2 separate regions of the Mus musculus genome follow, and region 1 is linked to region 2. A link is a contact called in public Hi-C data. All regions are on one chromosome and are shown on one strand. The core of a region is the stretch at or near the end of the contact, and the rest is flanking DNA. Distances in the headings are between cores, read along the strand shown.

What was found. Hi-C and Micro-C count contacts between places; a contact is called where the count stands out from the background.
Region 1: a contact with region 2 is called in a Hi-C map of cerebellum, with 2.5 times the contacts expected there. The contact joins two enhancer-like sites. A contact is called at or near these places in 4 of 484 Hi-C or Micro-C datasets (brain, cerebellar granule neurons and cerebellum).

Annotation. Positions count from the first base shown.
Region 1 is chr5:130,699,741-130,704,231 of GRCm38.p6, reverse strand. All of the region lies in intron 4 of Caln1 (calneuron 1), which reads right to left. Among named protein-coding and RNA genes, the nearest start is that of Gm40337, 150 kb to the left of the region's middle. Within about 2 kb of position 2,686, at least 3 of the 459 cell types and tissues checked have an H3K27ac peak or open chromatin away from gene starts, as enhancers often do. A contact at or near this core is called in cerebellar granule neurons and cerebellum, where this site is marked.
Region 2 is chr5:130,399,191-130,403,853 of GRCm38.p6, reverse strand. It overlaps a transcript of Caln1 not described here. Among named protein-coding and RNA genes, the nearest start is that of A330070K13Rik, 17 kb to the right of the region's middle. Within about 2 kb of position 3,098, at least 3 of the 459 cell types and tissues checked have an H3K27ac peak or open chromatin away from gene starts, as enhancers often do. A contact at or near this core is called in cerebellar granule neurons and cerebellum, where this site is marked.

The sequences.
Region 1 (4,491 bases), core at 1,437-3,936, 300 kb before region 2:
CCCCAGCTCTGAATCACTAGTTCTTAACGGAAGGGAATGTGTCCACAGCCAATAATGTAATAATCCCACTCCCAGGTGTGCACCAAGTGAAGTTCATTCACGAGCACATAAAAAGATGCTAACCGCGGTACCATCTGCAATAATGAACACTTGAGGACAATACCGAGTGATCAGTTGCCCAAGACTGACCGTATCAATGACAACAACCTCCATCTGTGGACTCACTCCTCCTCCATGAATTCAAACGACAGACAAAAGGTGGTTTTTGGTTTGGGTTTTGTTTATTTTAAGCAGCATCTAATTTGGAGGTGGTAGCATGCATCTTTAACTCCAGCACTTAGGAAACTATGGGAGGTCCGTTGTGATGCTGAAATCTATCTGGCTCTAGATGGTCCGAGCCTGTCTCAAAGGAGTGACAAAAGCTGGGAGCAGCAGCATGTGCCTGTAGTTCCAACAATGAACAGGGTGAGACTGGCGGACTGCTGATCAGTACACCAGTCTGATCTATATAACGAGTTCCAGTTTAGACTGGGCTGTATAATGAATTCCAAGTTATTTTAGGCTACATACAGAGTTCCAGGCCAGGCTGGGCTACACAGTGAGTTCCAGGTCAATGTCTGCACAGACAGACCCTGTCTCAAAAAGAAAAGCAAAATTTGACCTGTACTCAATGTGTATAACTTATTTTCTCCTCCTGATTTTGTAAACAATACAGTATAAACTATTTACCTTGCCCAAGGTCATATATGTCTCTTGGAGATGATTCTAAACACACTGGCAATGTTCAGAAGCTCTGCACAAATACTATACTCTATAGAAGGGGCATGTCTGGGGATTTTAGTATCCACAAGAGTCTTGGGTCCAATTCCCCATGGATAGACAAACAGACATGATTGTACTCTTGTAGTATCTAGAATAATCTAGATCAACACTGTTAATATAAATAAAACCTTATTTTTTTTCCATACCAGGACTGACTTCCAGCAGTCTCATGTGCCTAGCCCCTTCTTTTTACTGGAGGATGGCTTTATACCAGAGGGCACTGAATCTGTTCCCAGCACCCAGGTCGTGTGCCCCACAACTCCTGTAACTCCAGTTTCAGGGGATTTGATGCCTTCTGCAGGCCTTTCTGGACACCAGCACTCACTCAACTGTGTAAGCGAACCCTCTCCTGTGTGCACGTGTGAACACAGAGGCACACACTGAGAGAATTAAAATGTTTTAAGAGAAAGGTTTTCAATCTTCCAAGTCTACTGGATGACGAGAAAAAAACGGCTGGGGTTTGTCAGCCTTCTCGTTTATTTCACTAATGTGTTCATGTGTCTATCTGTGTGAGTAAACGCCAGGTGTGTGTGGATGTCCTGGGAGGTCAGAAGAGGGTGTGGGACTCCCTAGAGCTGAGAGCTGAACTCAGGTCCTCTGCTACTGGGTCAAGCACTCTTAAATGCTGAGCCATCTCTGAAGCCCCAATATGCCGGTGTCTTTCATCTAGGACAGAGTGACTTAATCCTGACAGGACACAGTTTTGGGGGGTAACGGGAGGACAAGGATAAAGCTGGGCCTTGATGACGTCATAAATTGTACTTGCTCGACATCTTTTTTGCATAAGAGATTACTGGTTTCAGGACAGCAGCCCATATATGGTTACATAAGCTCTGCAGGACACTGAGGATTTGGAAGAAGGTTCCCTAGGGTGGGCCTGGCAAGCTGCTTGCCTCCTGAGGCCAAGGATAGAGTGGGGCAGTTGGATGTAGAGGGATATAATCAGGAGAAGGGAGAGATTTGAGAAAGAAAAGATGAGATGGAGTGGTAACTTGTGTTGAAGCTTGTGGGGTCATGTTCTCAGAGTATTGCTGGAGCTGTTGCTCTCAAGACAGATCATAAAGGGGTTTTGCAATCCAGAGGGAGGTGTAGAATCTTTGCAAGACTTCTAAGCAGACAGTGACCTTGAAGGAGCCTCTCGTTTCATTTCTTGCCTTGGGGCAGATAAATGTCTAAATCTTCCTGAATGTCGGCTTGTCTGTTTTTTTTTTTTTTCTATGTCTCCAAGGACAGAGAGTCTGTGGTCCCCATCCTTCATCTTTTACAAGGTTGGACAGGCGTACTAGGGTATGAGAAGGTGACCATGAGGGCATGACAGATGGGGAAGGGAGCAGGTGTCACTCCGGGGATCCAGTTGGCACAGGGGGCAGGGGGCACGGGAGAGGGAGGGGGAGCAGGCAGAGTCAGTATCCATGATGGCTGGAAGCTGGGGCAGGTGAGCAGAACCCAGGGTGACCTGCTGAGATGACAGATGACAGCATAAGCTGTACAGCAGGAGGGCTCACAGCAGTGACGCTGACAGTGATGACAACAGCTCCTTCAGTCGCTGTGGCCATTCTGGTTGCTACTGCACCGGACACAGAGAATCAGGAAATACTCTAAGATCTATACACAGTCTCAGTGATCCCACAGGGAAGCCATTTCATCGCCTGCTTATTATTTATTATTATTATTATTATTATTATTATTATTATTATTGGGGTGTTTCACCATCTTTTTCTGAGATAGAGTCTCTGAACTGGCCTGGTCATCTAGGCTGGCTTTCCAGTGGTCCCAGAGAAGCTCCTGTCTCTACCTCCCAGCACAGGGATTACAAGTGCACTGTCATACACAGCTCTTGCTCCGGCTCCCTTTCCTCCCCCCCCCCACTCTCCCTCTCTCCCTCCTCCTCCCTCCTTGTCTCTCCCTCTCCCTATCCTTCTTCTTCCCTATGTGTATTGTTCATGTATGCATAAATACTTATACATGCCTGTGTGTGGAGCCCAGAAATCTGTGTCCAGTGGTGTTATTATTCCACCTTATTCTTTGGGTAGGGTCTTTCACTAAAACTAGATCACTGAATGGCTACACTGATGGACTGGCGAGTCCTAAGGAACCTCTTCTCTTTGCTTCTTCAGCTTGCACTGGGATGATAGGTGTTTGTAGTTATACCCTGCTTCTTGTCAGGATACTGGGGATTGAACTCAGGTCCTCACACTGGCACAAGAAGCTCCTTAGCAAAACCATGTGATGCCCAGTGTACAATTCATTCATATATATGTGTGTGTGTGTGTGTGTGTGTGTGTGTTCTGGGAAGTGAACTCAAGTCTTTAAGAACTTTACCAACTAAGTTGTCTCCCTGGACCAATGTCCTACATTCTACTGTTGAGAAAAATAAGCAACAGAATCTGAATATGATCACACAGCTTGAAAGAGAGCGATTTGGGATGCAGAAGCAGCCACTGGCTCCTGAGTACGAGTCTAACCACAAGAATGTCCGTCAATAAGGAATATCAATAAGCCAGAACTGGTAGTAAATTCCTGTGCTCCCACACTCAGGAGGTAGAAATAGGAGGATGGTGAGTTCCAGCCCAGCTTGGGCTACATTGTGAGTTCAAGGCCATCCTGGGCCACATGGTGACTTCAAGACAAAGTAATATAGGAAGTGTTTAGTGGGTAGGTCCCACCAGTAGAACAAACACGTCAAAGGAATCTTAGAGAAGACATGTTGAACATCCAAAGACCTTGATCAAAATCCTAATAGGAAGCAAATCCCTTGCTCTGAAAACATGACCCATATATAGGTCTCCGGTCTAGATCATCCTTGCTAACTGACCAGAAGTTCAGTGCTTCACTGTACACAGAACATCAGAAACTCGAGTGAGAGGCATGGTACAATGTGGCTGCCAGTGCGCCACACATTGTGTACATCATTCCGTGTGCTGAACAGCATTTTCCCATGGACATTCCTATCAGAACTAAGTAATCTCAAGCTCAGATGGGCACAGCAATAGAACCAGCTCCTTCAAGCTCCCAAGACCTCAATTTCCCCACCGTGAACTGTTAACTAAAATAAGTCCTTTTTCTATTAACTTACTTTGTTAGGGTATTTTCCCAGAGTAATGGAAAAATAAACTGAAACACACACCCAGTAAAGTGCTTTCCTTATAAACGAGGGGACCTATGTTCAACCCCCAGCCCGATGTGAAAAAAAAAAGAAGAAGCTGGATGTGGTGGCACCTCCTTGTAATCTGAATGCTGGAAAGGGAGAGACAGGAGGATGCACAGGGAGTGGCTAGCCTTGGATGCTTGGGGCTCAAGGAAAGGCTAGCCTTGGATGCTTGGGGCTCAAGGAAAAGCTAGCCTTGGATGCTTGGGGCTCAAGGAATGGCTACCCCAGCTTATGTGACAAGTTTCAGGCCAGTGAGAGTCAATGTCTTGTAAGACAAGGTGAAAGGTGTCTGAAAAATGATAGAGGGTTGTCTTTTAGCCTCCGTGGGCATGCATGCACAGAGTGCATCTCTGTGTGTGTGTGTGTGTCTGTCTATCTGTCTGTCTGTCTGTCTGTCTCTTTCTCTGCCTCTCTCTCTCACACACACACACACACACACACATACAGAGAGAGACAGAGAGACAGAGAGAGAGCGCAAGCGCCATGGGTATCACCATTTGTCTTAAAAGCCCAGTACT
Region 2 (4,663 bases), core at 1,849-4,348:
GAGGACAACTTGTTGAAGTTGGTTCTCTCCTTCCACCATCTGGGTCCTGGGGATCGAACTCAGGGACATCAGACTTGGCAGCAATCACTTTTACCCACTGAGCCATCTTGCTGGCCCTCTGTATTATTTACTGAGAGAGGGTCTCTCATTCAAATCTATAATGGCTAACAGTATGTTTTAAGTTTAAATGATTATGCTTAGGAGATCTATAAGACAAAAATGCCTGTAACCTATAAGCCTCACTTTGTCTAAAAGATCCTGACAGAGAGTAAAAAATTATTTAAGCCCCTAGACCTGTGTCTAAAATAGCCCCATTGTTCCAGGATGCCAGGTGTTTGCGTGTTTTTGCCAGGTGTTTGTGGTTTTTGTGTCTTTATAAACCCCTTACCCCTTGAGCTCGTCATGGACTCCTCTACCCCTGCGTGGGCTATGAATCGTCCCCAGTGCACTGGTCTTTCCTGAATAAACCTCTTGCAGTTTGCATCAAGACCATTTCTCGTGAGTGATTTGGGGTGTCGCCTCTCCTGAGTCAGAACGTGGGGGAGTCATCATGCTGTGGGTTTTTCATGTCCAAGGACAGATAACTTCCTGGAATGCTGGGAGCCATTGTTCATGAAAGATAACAAACCATATGTTTGTTCTGTAAACAAGCTTGGTTGTCCCAAGTGCACAGGACGTGTGCTTGCTTACACATAGGCATGAAGTGTGTCAGGATTATCCTTGCCGCTAATTGCTCAAAGGCAGGAAGTAAGTAGCCTTGTGAACTCTGTAGCCCCTGACTAATGTAATTCGGAGCCATACTCTGAGCATGAGTCTTGGGTGCACTCTTGGCCAGTATTTCATAAAGCCTCTTATTCATTAAAATTTACTCATGGTCAGATTGGTGAATCCCTGAATGACCCCAGACCCATAAGAAACCTATAACTGACAGATTATACCAGTCTAGCTAGCCAGCTCGCTCTGGGGAATGCCCTATCTCTGCCTTCCAAGTGCTGGAGAAATGGGGATGGGGGGTCAGCTGCCTGGCATTTATGTAGATTCTCAGGATCTTTTGTGGTTGTTCTTGTTTTGGGTTTTTTGTTTTTGTTTTTGCTTTTCAAGACAGGGTTTCTCTGTCCTGGCTGTCCTGGAACTCACTCTGTAGACCAAGCTGGCCTGGAACTCAGAGATCCACCTGCCTCTGCCTCTGCCTCCCAAGTGCTGGGATTAAAGGCATGCACCACCACTGCCCGGCAATTCTCAGGATCTTAACTCTAGTCTTCATGCAAGTATTTTATCCACTGAGCCATCTCCTCAGCCCCAGGAATAAAAAGTATTCCTGAGGCATATGTCACTCATTTTAGCTATCAGATTATTAAGGCAATACACACACACACACACACACACACACCGCAATTGTCAAGTTCTCCTAGAGTCTCACTGTGTAAGAAGGAAAAATCTGAAGACTGGAGCCTGCCTGAATGGGTAACGCATCTCTAAGAAGGAGACTTCACAGAATTCTCCCACCTGTCGGACCACCTTGCATGAGAAACTAGAGCTGAGACATGGAGGGGTCAGTGATGGGCAGGACCACACCTTGACCACAATATGCTTAGCTATACAAATTTCTTGTGCATGTGTGCAATCTCTCTCAGAATTTATTTTTAGTTTTAGTTATGTATATGAAAGTGTGTCTGTGTGTGGTTATGTGCACATGTGAATGCTGCAGGTGCCAGAGGAGGCCAGAAGAGGGTGCTGTATCCTCTGGAGCTGGAATTACAGGTGATGGTGAGCTACCTGAAGTGGGTACTGGGAACCAAACTCGGGTCCTCTGAAAGGGTGCACTTAACCATCATCTTGTTCTTTAAACTGAAATCTCATGTCGGGACCCCAAAGATGACTTGCAGGGGTGGGAGAGAATGTCCTGGACCTCTCTGTTCCTCTTCTCCTTTCTCTGATTTTCACTATGGTTGTTTTTTTAATTGACCTGCTGAGGTCCGGAGGTGAGCCTAACTCTTTAGAGCTGACAGAGTCCCAGCTCTGACCCTGGTGGTGCTGGGAAGAAAAGGAGAGAGTTGCAGAAGATGAGCACACGTTTTCTTAGAGGGGCAGAGTTTGCCCATAAAGTACACAAATGGGACAAGTTCTAAACAGCGTATTGAGGCCCAAGGGAATGGTCCACCCAGCCAGGTAAACTGCCCAGTCAAGGAAACCCAGAGCATGAATCAAGACTCTGCCGATAGTCCCTGCAGAACCCAGCATCTCCACAGCATAGCATTCGTGCACAGCCCAGGGATCAAAGCAAAACTGCTGTCTGTACAGGGAAGGAAGGAATGAAGAAAGGGAGGGAGGGAAGTAAGGAGGGAGGGAGGGAGGAAGAGAGGAAGGAGGGAGGGAGGGAGGGAGGGAGGGAGGGAGGGAGGGAGGGAGGGAGGGAGGGAGGGCAGACGGAATATTTGGACTGGTTAGATGGATCAGCCAGTAAAGCTACTTGGCACTAGTCTGACTTAGATCCCTGCTGCCCACATGGTGGAAAGAGAGAACAGGCTACCCCAAGTTGTCTTCTGACTTCCACACACATGTAATGGTGTGTGTGTGTGTGTGTGTGTGTGTGTGTGTGTGTACAAAAAGAAACAAATAAATAAATGTAAATTTTTATTTAATTTTTTTAGAAATTGGATTCTAAATCTGTTTTGTTTTGTTTTGTTTTGAAACAAGGTCTCATATAGCCCAGGCTGGTCTTGAACTTCCTATGTAGCCAAGGAATGCCTTGATTTCCTGATCCACCTACCCCAAACTCCTGAATACTTGGGATTTCAGGCATGCCACACCACACCTGGTGAACGTGGTTCTGGGACACAAACCCAGGGCTTTGTCATATTAGGCAGGTGACCTATGAACTAAGCGACATCCTCTAACCCAAGGGATCCACGTCTTCTAGAGAAATTTCTCAGCCTGCTACAGTCAACAACCTGTAGAACAGAGGCCACCACCAATCAAAATGGACACTGTCCGGCAAATCACATGGGATGCCAGCCTTCATGAGGTAGTCTGGTGCTGGCTGCCCCCCCAAAGAGCATTCTGTTCCAGAAGTTGTTCTGGTCACCTCTTCAGTTTGCATAACCCAACTCCAGGACCCCCTCCTGCTCTACCAACTGTTAAAACATATGGGATTGTACCCAACCAGCAGCCCTGGGCGACTGCCCTCCAAATCCTGTCAAGAAGAATTACCTCAGAATCCATTGCTTGGCACCCCACTACTATGAGAACAGCTACCCATAGAGTTAAGTCCCTCAGTGTGAACAATAACTTGAAAATCTATTAGCAGTAGTAGCAGGGACCCCTTTTTTCAAGTAATGTCTTAATTCTTTTACTTAATATTTTTAACTTTTAAAATGTTTTCGGAGACAGGGTTTCACTATGTGGCCCTGGCTGGCCTCAGACTCTCTATGTAGGCCATGCAGGTTGAGAACTCACGGAGATCTACCTACCTCTGCTTCCCAGATGCTGGGATTAAATACATGCACCGCCTCTGGCTTCCTCATACATGCACATGTACGAATAAGTGTGAACACATGCACACTTCCGCACATGTAAACACCTGCGTACCCACAAAGGATTAACTCAGACCTACAGAGGCTGTTTGGGGATCACCCTCTTCCTAACCATGCTTCAGCTGTGCACTGGACATTAAGCATTCCCCACACAGGCCCCCCCTTTTTCCTTCTTCCTCCATCCCACACCCAGGCATCATAAGGGGAACAGATCACTCCACTAACCCCTTCCTATCCCAATATTTGCCACAGGCTCCAAAAGAATGAGGCCAAGTGACCATAGATTGGATGCTCTGAAGCCATGAACCACAGTAAGTTACCCCTTTAAAGGTGTCCCAACAATGAAGGCCTGGCTGACGCATCTCTGTATCTTGACAAATGCTACAGAGGCAGCTGTGAGACCCCATGGCGGTGGCCTCTGACCTGCACACGTGTGCCACGACTCATACACACAGATGAACATACATGTGAATACACATATATAATAATAGTAATAATAATACTAAACCATTTTTAAAAGAAGGTCATCAAATAAGATTTGCAGTTTCGGCAGGCTTCTCACTTTGCTGTCACCTGCCTAACTGATGACCCCACAAATGTCTTTGGAAAATGCCTTCGTTTACAGCTTTCTTTTGCCCTACGATGACGGAAACCCATGCGCTCATTTCACAGTGGGACATGTTATTCGAGGCAATGAGAATCCACAAGCCACAGTCACGCACGTTTGCCTCAGATTGAACCCTCTCTGATTCTCTCAGCGGTGAGAACCACGCTGTGCGGTGCTCCTGAGTCTGGGATTTTACTTCCTGCCTTTGAGTCTGCTGCAGGAGCCTCCCTCCCTCCACACTGGCAGGAAGAGAACCCTCCAAGTTACCCCAAAGTCCACCTCCAACCAACGCCATTCCTGGCCCCTCCTTGCTTTCCAGGTCTAGTTTTCTCATTGCTTATTGTCTTTCTCCATTTATTTCCATATTCATTTAATTATGCCTCCCAATTCAAAATGCATCTCTGTACACGGCCTCGAATCTGGAACAAAGTGGAGCTATCTAACCAGAGGCCACGTCCCCATTTCTTTGTAGTGGGCTGCAGCTGTGTTGAGTCAGCCCTTCCAGAGTCCTCTTTAGCAATCA